Regions from separate parts of the Zea mays genome. Here region 1 is linked to region 2. The links are chromatin contacts, called in public Hi-C maps. All regions are on one chromosome and are shown on one strand. The core of a region is the stretch at or near the end of the contact, and the rest is flanking DNA. Distances in the headings are between cores, read along the strand shown. Region 1 holds the start of sbp12 (SBP-transcription factor 12). Region 2 has its middle 73 kb from the start of sbp12.

What was found. Hi-C and Micro-C count contacts between places; a contact is called where the count stands out from the background.
Region 1: a contact with region 2 is called in a Hi-C map of endosperm, with 1.9 times the contacts expected there. The contact joins the promoter of sbp12 here to the enhancer-like site in region 2. A contact is called at or near these places in 2 of 25 Hi-C or Micro-C datasets (endosperm and leaf).

The regions. Positions count from the first base shown.
Region 1 is chr5:88,806,634-88,811,389 of Zm-B73-REFERENCE-NAM-5.0, forward strand. It overlaps sbp12 (SBP-transcription factor 12), which reads left to right and starts at 1,925. Exons shown (of 4, transcript NM_001136780.1): 1 at 1,925-2,338; 2 at 2,936-3,072; 3 at 3,443-3,676; 4 at 4,697-4,756. The coding sequence starts at 2,025.
Region 2 is chr5:88,733,551-88,738,275 of Zm-B73-REFERENCE-NAM-5.0, forward strand. No RefSeq gene overlaps it. Among protein-coding and RNA genes, the nearest start is that of sbp12, 73 kb to the right of the region's middle. Within about 2 kb of position 2,656, at least 17 of the 20 cell types and tissues checked have an H3K27ac peak or open chromatin away from gene starts, as enhancers often do. A contact at or near this core is called in endosperm and leaf, where this site is marked.

The DNA.
Region 1 (4,756 bases), core at 675-3,174, 72 kb after region 2:
CCTCTGTGGCGGTACAGAAGAATCTAGGTGAAAGAGACAGAAACGAGCAAAAAGATGAGAGGTTGGAGGTTAATATATGACGCCAACACCGAGGAGGAGGAAGAGGAGAAAGTGCTCGTGGTGGTTGCATGGTTGGTTGCGCATGCAAGAGTAAGACTTACTTTATCTGATTGTTTGGGGAGACATGGGGGAATCAGATCTACACACTTCACGCGTGACACACGTGCACAAAACTCATGCTTTAAAGGAGCAGAGAAATTTTCTTTCTTATATAAATATATGGTATAACTATTGAGTTTAGTAGCATATAACACATTGTTGTAACACTTTGGTCTTAGTATATAGATCTATTAAGGTATGGGAATTGTAAGCTACAAAATTAAGCAGTTAAGAAAAAAAAGTTATAAGTAAAAGCAAAACTAGTTAGGATGATCTTACCTTCTATGTTTTAGAGTGAGATTTTAGAAATTATTAGAGAAACTCACGAATATGCTCCTAATATTTTTAGCCCTTTAAAATTCATTGATTTAACAAAATTTTAAAACTATGAACATGCTCTAAATGCTAAGGTGAACATTGTGGGTCTATTTGATTCAGTTGTAGATTTTTTGGAAATTTGATTCTAGCTATGAGCTGCGAAAGCTGTTGTGAGCTGACGATTATGAAAAAACTAAAATTTATTTGGTTTAAACAACTATAAACTATAGATTCTATAATAGCATGATAATTTGTAACATTGACGACAAGAATATAAAAAATCTAGGATAGAAGGTAATTCTAAATTAAACTAGAGAAATATGTAGATTTCAAAAATATATTCTACTGTTATATCTGTTTAATGTTATATCCGTTTAATTGAGATTCTATATTTTCTTACAATAAATTTGGTTCAGATTGCTGAACCAAACACGATTGCATATACACACATCTTTTTGTACCAACACTATATTTGAATAAGACATACCATACCATTCCTAATACAAATATAGAAGAGACAAAAAAGTATAAAACTATGCAAAATTTTTACTCTATGTTCTAGAGTGAGATTACGTCATTCTCAATAGGGGTATTTAAGTATTTGCCATCTTTACGAAATGTTCTTAATCATATGCCACTGACACATGTGTCACTGACATGGCAAAAAATTTGTCACCCACCTTAAAATAGTTAATTTTTCCTTCTCAATGGGAGTTTCATGGCACAATTAACTAGAGTGACACATCATCTAAGGAAGTTTGAAACTATGATGAAATAGTCTCACACAGTGCATAGTTTCATCTTTATTGTTTCCTAGGTCACATGCAAAACACAAACATCTTGAAAAAACAATGTACACATGATTTCATCCCCACGAAATTGATTTCATATCTTTCATAATAAATACACTGTCATACCATAGCCTATTTAATGCCCATGACACTTGAGAATGACCTTATAGAAAGTATTAGATAAACTCACGGATATGGTCCTAATATTTTTAGTCCTTTGAGAAACAATTATTGGTTTTTTCGGATTTTAAGGTGATGCTCTTAGTTTTGCTAGTGTTATCATTTTTATTCTTAGTCGTGGGTTTTTCTCAGTTTTGCCCTTCCAGCGCTATAGAGCAGAAGAGTAAAACTGAGAAAAAAATTACAACAAAGGGTAGAAATGAGAAAGATGCCAAAACTAAGGGCCTAAATTTAATAGTCCTTTTTTAACTATGAAGATGCTAATGCTGAAGTTGAACACTACGGTCATATACGTAAGCGGTACACATCTTTTTTTTAAGGGATGCAAACGCAAACTGAGAATTGTCCGTATAAAAATACCTCAAAAAAAAGAAACAAAAGGCACATGCAAAAAAAAAGAACAGAAAAAAAAAGAAAAAGGAGGTCAAAATATAAAAAAGACCTGCCTTTTTTTTCTATTCCAAATTCCCTTTCCCCATCTCGTCTTCTCCACAGTCCACACTGTTCACCACCTCTCCCATCCTCTCTTCGATCCCCAAATCCCGAATTGACCAGCCCAAATCGTCGCCGCGGCGCATGGAGTGGACGGCCCCGAAGCCCGCCTCATCGCCTCCCCTCCTCTGGGACTGGGGAGACCACGCCGCCACGGGCTCGGGCTCCTCCAGCGACGCCCCGGCGCGGCGCGGCGGGAAGGAGCGGGAGGCGAAGCGTGCCAGGGCCGGCGAGGACCGCGGGGGAGGTGAGCTGAGGTGCCAGGTCGAGGGGTGCGGATTGGACCTCAGCAGGGTCAAGGACTACCACCGTAAGCACCGCGTCTGCGAGGCCCACACCAAGTCCCCCCGCGTCATCGTCGCCGGCCAGGAGCGCCGGTTCTGCCAGCAGTGCAGCCGGTGGGTCGTCTTCTCGCTTGCTCTCGCTTGCCTCCTCCACGCCTCTTCTCTCGCTTGCTCTGTGCGATTGCTTCCGTCTTCCTTCCTTTGATTGCTTTCTGCAACGATGGTTCGCGCTTTTGCGCTGCAATTATCGCGTGATTTGTTGATTGGTTTGGACAAGCAGTTGTTTTTTACGTGTTCTCTATTAGTTTTGTGGCTACATGCTGTGTGTGTGTACGGCGCGTGAGCTGCGTGCGCGGTTGTGCCGTTTTTTTGGGTACGGAACTACATTTTTTTCCTGATCTAGCAATGAAAGATGCTTCCTTTCCACTATTGGTACTGTTGTACTTGTTGTGGAGAATCGTACGCATGGGTGAAATGAGAAATGGCTACTATGCCTGTTTCCCTTTTCCAGTTTTGGTATGGCTCTCGATATATGGGTATGCTTTTGGGATGAGCGTTTTTTTGTGGGCTACTGACCCGTGTCTATTTTATTCCATTAAAACTATGTGAATATTGCAGGCATATATCTCCTGTATTGCACTTTTACATGGCATTTAACCATAAATAGTGTCTATTTTGTTTTTGCTGATTGCTTGGGTTCTGGCAATCCAGATTCCATGCGCTGTCAGAGTTTGATCAGAAGAAGAGGAGCTGCAGGAGGCGTCTGTCTGATCACAATGCCCGCCGCCGGAAGCCTCAGCCAGATGCATTCACCTTCGCCTCTGCAAAGCTGCCTTCGACATTGTTTGGTAATGTTTTCATATCTTGACTACTGTTCGAAATTTGCTATCAGTGGAAGTGGACACTAGAAAAAATGGTGGTGATGGGCTCTTAGCCAGGTTCTAGATTCATCTGCATGTACGTCATGCAAACAGATGTCTTGTTACGCAAATGGCAAGCTTTCTATCTTTTATACTTAGCAATAAGTTGTCTGTTGTGTTTCTTCGTGTAATTAAATAGAAACTAGGCATTGGACTTGAGAGTATCGTGATTAGTAATATATGTATCTTGTACTATACAGCTAGCAGGATTATCGTGTTTCAATTGTATTATTCTACCTTCTTACCTCCTATTTATAAAGTGAAATATTCTTATCCCTGAACTTCTCTGCCACTGCAGATGATAGGCGGCAAATAAGTTTTGTCTGGAATAAAGCTCCTGTTAGCCATGTAAGACCCTTCACTTCTCCATGGGACAGCTCATCTGACTTAAAGCCCCCTTATGCAAAGGAAATAAGTGATGTATCAACAAAAGTTGGGACAATTACTGGACAAGTTCATTTGGATAAATCTCACATGTTCAATGCTATTCCAACACTTAGCCATGGCAAAGATGAGCCTTGGCCAATGAAAGGTTTGATTTTCCAAACATTATCCATACTTGCTGCAGAAATGTGTTCATCAAGGAAGAAGCTTTGTTAAGTGGTTTGCCATATTTGTTGACAAAGGGTTGTAAACCATCTCCGGTTTAGTCGGACCTTACCTAAAACATCTTCCGCAGTTGACACATAAAAGGGACCTTTATCCATTTTATCATCGCTTGCAGAGATGGGAAGCTGATTATTATTACACGAGTACTTTGAATTTTCATTGCAGAAGCTTGTGAACTTAAAAGTCAAAATATTTTTGTAGCTATTCATATGATTTAGCCTGCATAGAATGTATGGCGGAACAAAGATTGCTGAACTCCTTGCCATACCTCTATTCAAACTGGGCTTATAGATGTTTTGTTGTAGGTTGCTTGATTCTTTACTCTGTAAATTTACTACCAGAAAAAAGAAGAATGCTACCAGAATTGAACTGTCAGTTGTATTCACATGTTAGTTTAGGATGCAAACACTTGATTATGTTGGATTTATGGGAAATAAAATGTTGCAGGGACTGATACCATTTTCTCCAAAATGGTATTGGGACTTGGTTATTAGCGATGATGGATTTTGAGTGCCAAGAAAACGTAGATGTTTTTCTATCAATATCATATTTGGTAGCATTATTTTATTTGTTTAGTTTCACCTATTCTAGGTTTCTGAAGTCCTAGATCACTGTTGAGATAATTAATTACTCCATGTTTCGTTTATGGATGACATGTAAACTTCATTTTGCTTGCAAGAAATTACTAATAAACTGCAGGTCTATTTGACTCTCCTGCACTTACATTTTACTGTGCTAGTGACCAGTTTAATAATTCTGAGCATCAGAGTTAGAAATTGTAATTGACTGTCATACAACTCTGCTTGTTTTCATGCTAGTTTTATTGAACCATGTCATGTGATTTCATTTGCCATGCCGTTCCTGTTCCTGCACCGTCTGCACTTCGATGTTCTTTTGTTGTCCCGATGGGTGTATGACATAGTCTGAATGATCGGTTCTACAGGTCTGGACATGTCTATATCTGCTTCAAAATTCGATGGAGCAGCGGATCTTCAGCATGCTC
Region 2 (4,725 bases), core at 1,406-3,905:
GACTTCGATATATGTCACGATTTGCATGGTCTCATCATTATAGAGCACGTTCCACACATATCGGAAGAAATTACATCGTACATCGTTAGTCATCAGACACATACCACCATACGCTTTTGCTTAAACAAAAAGGCAAGTGTGTGTTTGTGAAGAGAATTAAAGGCAAGTCGGCACAAAAGCTACCCAACGGTGGCGAGGATGACAAACTGGTCATTGTTGTCGGTCCTCCTCTGCGTCACCTCTGACGCCAAGATGACGCCACAGTCCTCGATATAGTAGTCATCGAACGCGCGCGACATACCGAGTACTGATGACTCTTGGCTGGGCTGTAAAACGAAGTGCACCCCGGGCTCATCAGCAAGGTAGTACCCCTGACCGTTGCACCACCGGATGCGCTACTCCTCTACATACATCGTGTTCAAGGACACTCATACAACGTCAGCAACGGCCATCGTCTCAGCGCACAAGAATTCATGACCAGTCAGTAGCGACTTACGTGGCAGGTTGGGCTTCAGGTGGACGATGAGCTGGACGACGTGATGACGTCGTCGTTGAATGCAGTGCCCAGAACTACCCGAGAGTCACCGATGTTGGCGACGACCATGAGGTCCCCCTGCTTGACGATGGACAGCGCGGAGTAGCCGCTTTGCACCGCGTCCAAGCGGTGGCGGCGCCAGAGCTTGTCGTACATAGCGGCACATGCGGCCACGTAGGGCTGTTTCTAGAGGTCGAACTGGCAGTCACCAAGTTTCTTCTTGTCGTCGATGAGCGACCCCAACACGAGTGCCTCCTGCTAATGATGTTTGTTCGGGGTTTCCAAGTAAGAAACATGGATTCATGTTTGGCGTTGGTTTATAAAAATAACTCACAAGTCAGATCCATGGAAAAAAATATTACAAAGAATAAATGTCACACATGCAAAAAAGGAATTTAAGTTGAAAATATTATTCAAACAAAAGAAATTGCATGTAAGGCTCTTCTTTAAATACTACTCACTCCATCCAAAAATATAGTTCAAGAATCTCGGTGATACTTATCTAATACTACGCATTGTGCAATGATAGCAGGTGGGCTTGGGGAGAGATGTAGTAGATGTGTTTCTGTTATAGATGTAGACATAAATATATATGTGGTGTAGTGGTAGCTACTACTAAATTTGCTTGAGAGGTTGTGGGTTCAAATCCCCTTGGGGCTATGTGTATTTTTTTAATTTTAGCTAGGCGGCGGCTGTACGGGGGAATGGAAATGGGAATGGGCTGTGCACGGGGAGGAGGGAATCGGAATGGGCAGAACGCGGAATGGCCGACTACTATTGCAGCCTTAATAAGTAGTAGAGATTTAGATTTTATTAAGTCAGAAATAGCAAAGATAACATAGAAAGGTGGACTTCCAAATGCAGAAGCAATTGGAAAATTGTACATCTTATGCAACTTGATCGAACTGTTATATTTTAGATCTTTTGTTTAGCATTTTTTAATCCACATGTATTTCTCTATCATATAAAACTCTATATTGGTTCTTTAAAATAATTTATATGAATTTGATAATGTTTGTCACAACTCACATGAATTCTGTATACCATAATGAATTGATGGTTGAGAGATTATGCACGAGGCATGCAAATTAACAAGACTCATACAAGCGTCGAACAATGTGCTGATGATGATCAGAGACACAATGGCAGCACATGATCAGGTCTTAACATGTTTGGCTTCCGAACAGGCTTTTCTCCAGATCCCCAAGAAAGAAGAAGATCCGGTCAGATATATGTCGATGCTCATCCCAACGTACATAAGTTATCAATTGTATTATATGTTCCCATTGCAACGCACGAGCACACAACTATAATACAAGAAAACAAATAATACAACAAAAATCTACCTCTATCATAAAAGGATAGCTCTCATTTTCTATATAGTGTTTTACCTCATTAATTTTTTTTTCAATCGATTCGAAAGTAGATTAGACAGAATATATGAATTTATCTCTAATCCTCACATTCCATGGATTCAGAAATGGATATTTGCAAATCAGATAATACCTAAAATAGAAAAATAGAGTCCCTATCCGTAGAATCGAAACCTTTTTTGCGCCGATCTTGGTCAAAAGTTTTAAGGCCCGTGCTGAAACTAAAAACATCCTACTCTTTAATCTGGCCATGAAACATAGAATTAGAATATCCCCTCTTTTTTTACTTGGGGGGGAGGGGGGCTCTCCGCGTGCATGGAGCAGACATTTTTTTGTAGGAAAGCACGGATCAGACATTTTGCAGGGGCTGATATATGTATGGGCCGATTTGAATTCAGGTTTGAAATGACTCGGTGGGTGGCCCAGCGAGGACGTTTAAAGTGTGCTTTCGGCCTAGTGATTATGAGCTAGAATGTTAAGCCCAGCTCGATCGAGTGCTCTGCATGATGCATGCATGACCGCTGTCTGGAAGAAGAAAGAATCCAATGCAAATAAAAACCCCGGCTGGACGAGAGACTACTGCAGGAGAAGGCCGGCCCTCCCAGTTGGCAGTTGCCATCCGTCATGGCACTGGCTGACTGGCAATTGGCGTAGGCTGGCGTCAGACGACGGCAGCGCATGGCCCCCAATCGCGTGTGCCTGTCGGTGTCGGCTCTCACTTCCTCTCGTCGTCAACCAATCGGATTCAATGGACGGCTATATATCAGACAGGTCGTTGGATGCTCTCGTTCACGCATGGGCCTTAAGCCAGGACATCTCTTGTTTCGTCTATTATTCTCATTAAAGATGTTAAATGTGCGAATGAGTTCAACCCACGGAATTTGTTGCCTTGTCTTTAGTGGTAACACTAAAAGGGGAAAAGTTGTGAAGTGTTATTGGCAAATAACATGTGATATGTGTAATTCCACATATACTAGAAAGTTTGGTCTGGGTGTAAATTTTTACTTTAGACTCTGCATATAAAAATGAGTGGTGTTTGGTCCATGACCGAATAAAAAGAGTTGAAAGTACTTTGACCAACTCTGGCTAAAAGAGGCTTGCCATGCTCATACTTCCAAACTATATACTTGCTAGCCCCAACACTTGTTCTTTTGGTAGGCCTGCAAACTTCAAAAATGCCACCATATTTCTCAAGTTCTTCTAAATGTGCAAGCAGAAGCAGTCTCAATACAATGTGGTGACAAATGCAAACACAACTTGATCTTTCTATTTTTCACTTATCTTGATTTAAATTTTAGCAGAGTATGACTAAGATAGAGCATGAGACATAGCAACCTAGCATACTAGTGATAACAAAAAGGATCTCAACACATCTTACACAAACTAGTTGTTAATATCGGTGGTGAAAATTTTTCATATTTAGCAAACTTATTCCACCTTCATATTATCTCAAGATATGAGACACGAGTCCTGAAAGGATCACGATGCCCAAGAGGGGGGTGAATTGGACTTTTCTAAAATTCCAACAAAAGTTAAACCCTAAGTATGAGCCCAACTTTACCCAACTACTAGCAATAAGTGAATACTACTAGATGAACAACAACCCTAAGTCATTACTACAAATACTAGCTAAGCAATTGCACAAAGAGAAATGCTCAAAATAAATGCGGAATGTAAAGCAAGGGTAAGAAACTCCTCCAATTTTTTGCAGAGCTATCGAAGAGTCTGCACTCTTCTCTAGTCCTCGTTGGAGCACCCGCGCAAGGGTATCGCTCCCCCTTGGTACTCGCAAGAATCAAGTGCTCTCTATGAGATGATCCTTTGCCACTCCGGCGCGGTGGATCCCTCACGACCGCGTACAATTTTAAGCTGGGTCACCAACAAATCCTCCAGGGTGATCACCGCACTCCAATCGCCATCAAGCCGTCTAGGTGATGCCGATCACCAAGAGTAACAAGCTATAGACTTTCACTTGACCAAGAGAAGCCTAATGCATGTGGTGTGTGCTCTAGGTGGCTCTCACGTGCACTAATGAGGTCCTAACACGGGATTAAGATTTTCTAATCACCTCGCTAGGCTTTTGTGGGGCTTGCAATGCTCTAGCAATGAATACACTTGAATGTGGGCAGCAAGACCCTAAATGAGGCTGGCGGAGGGGGTATAAATAGGCCCAACCACTGTGATATCTTGGCCCCTGGGATGGTGATATCCTGGCCTAAGGCTTAATAGAATTAATAGAGTATCCATACCAACAAGGTGCATCTTCTTTTTCAGAAGTCTATCTCGTAAGAACCTCCAAGTTAAGCGTGCTTGGCTTGGAGCAATTTGGAATGGATGACCGACCGGGAAGTTTTCTCGGGTGTGCATGAGTGAGGACAAAGTGCGCACAAAAGGCTCGTGTTGGTATGTGGGGATAATAATTAATCCTAGAGAGCTGCCAGGAGTAAGTACCATTGGTCCAGGGATTAGACGGGATGTTACAAGTGGTATCAGAGCCGACCCTCGAGGTTTCACGGGCGTGTGTGGGTTAGGGGTTCGGGTATATGGCGCATGGCGCATGTGGGCCCAGAGTGGTCACATGGCATGGCATATGATGACACTAAACTCACAGACATGGCTAAGAGGGAAGGTTCCTGGATTGGGGTTGACTAACGAGGACATCGGTCTTCTAAGGGGGGTAGATTGTGATATTCTGGTCCCTAGGATGGTGATATCCTAGCCTAAGGCTTAATAGAATTAATAGAGTATCCATACCAACAAGGTGCATCTTCTTTTTCGGAAGCCTATCTCGTAAGAACCTCCAAGTTAAGCGTGCTT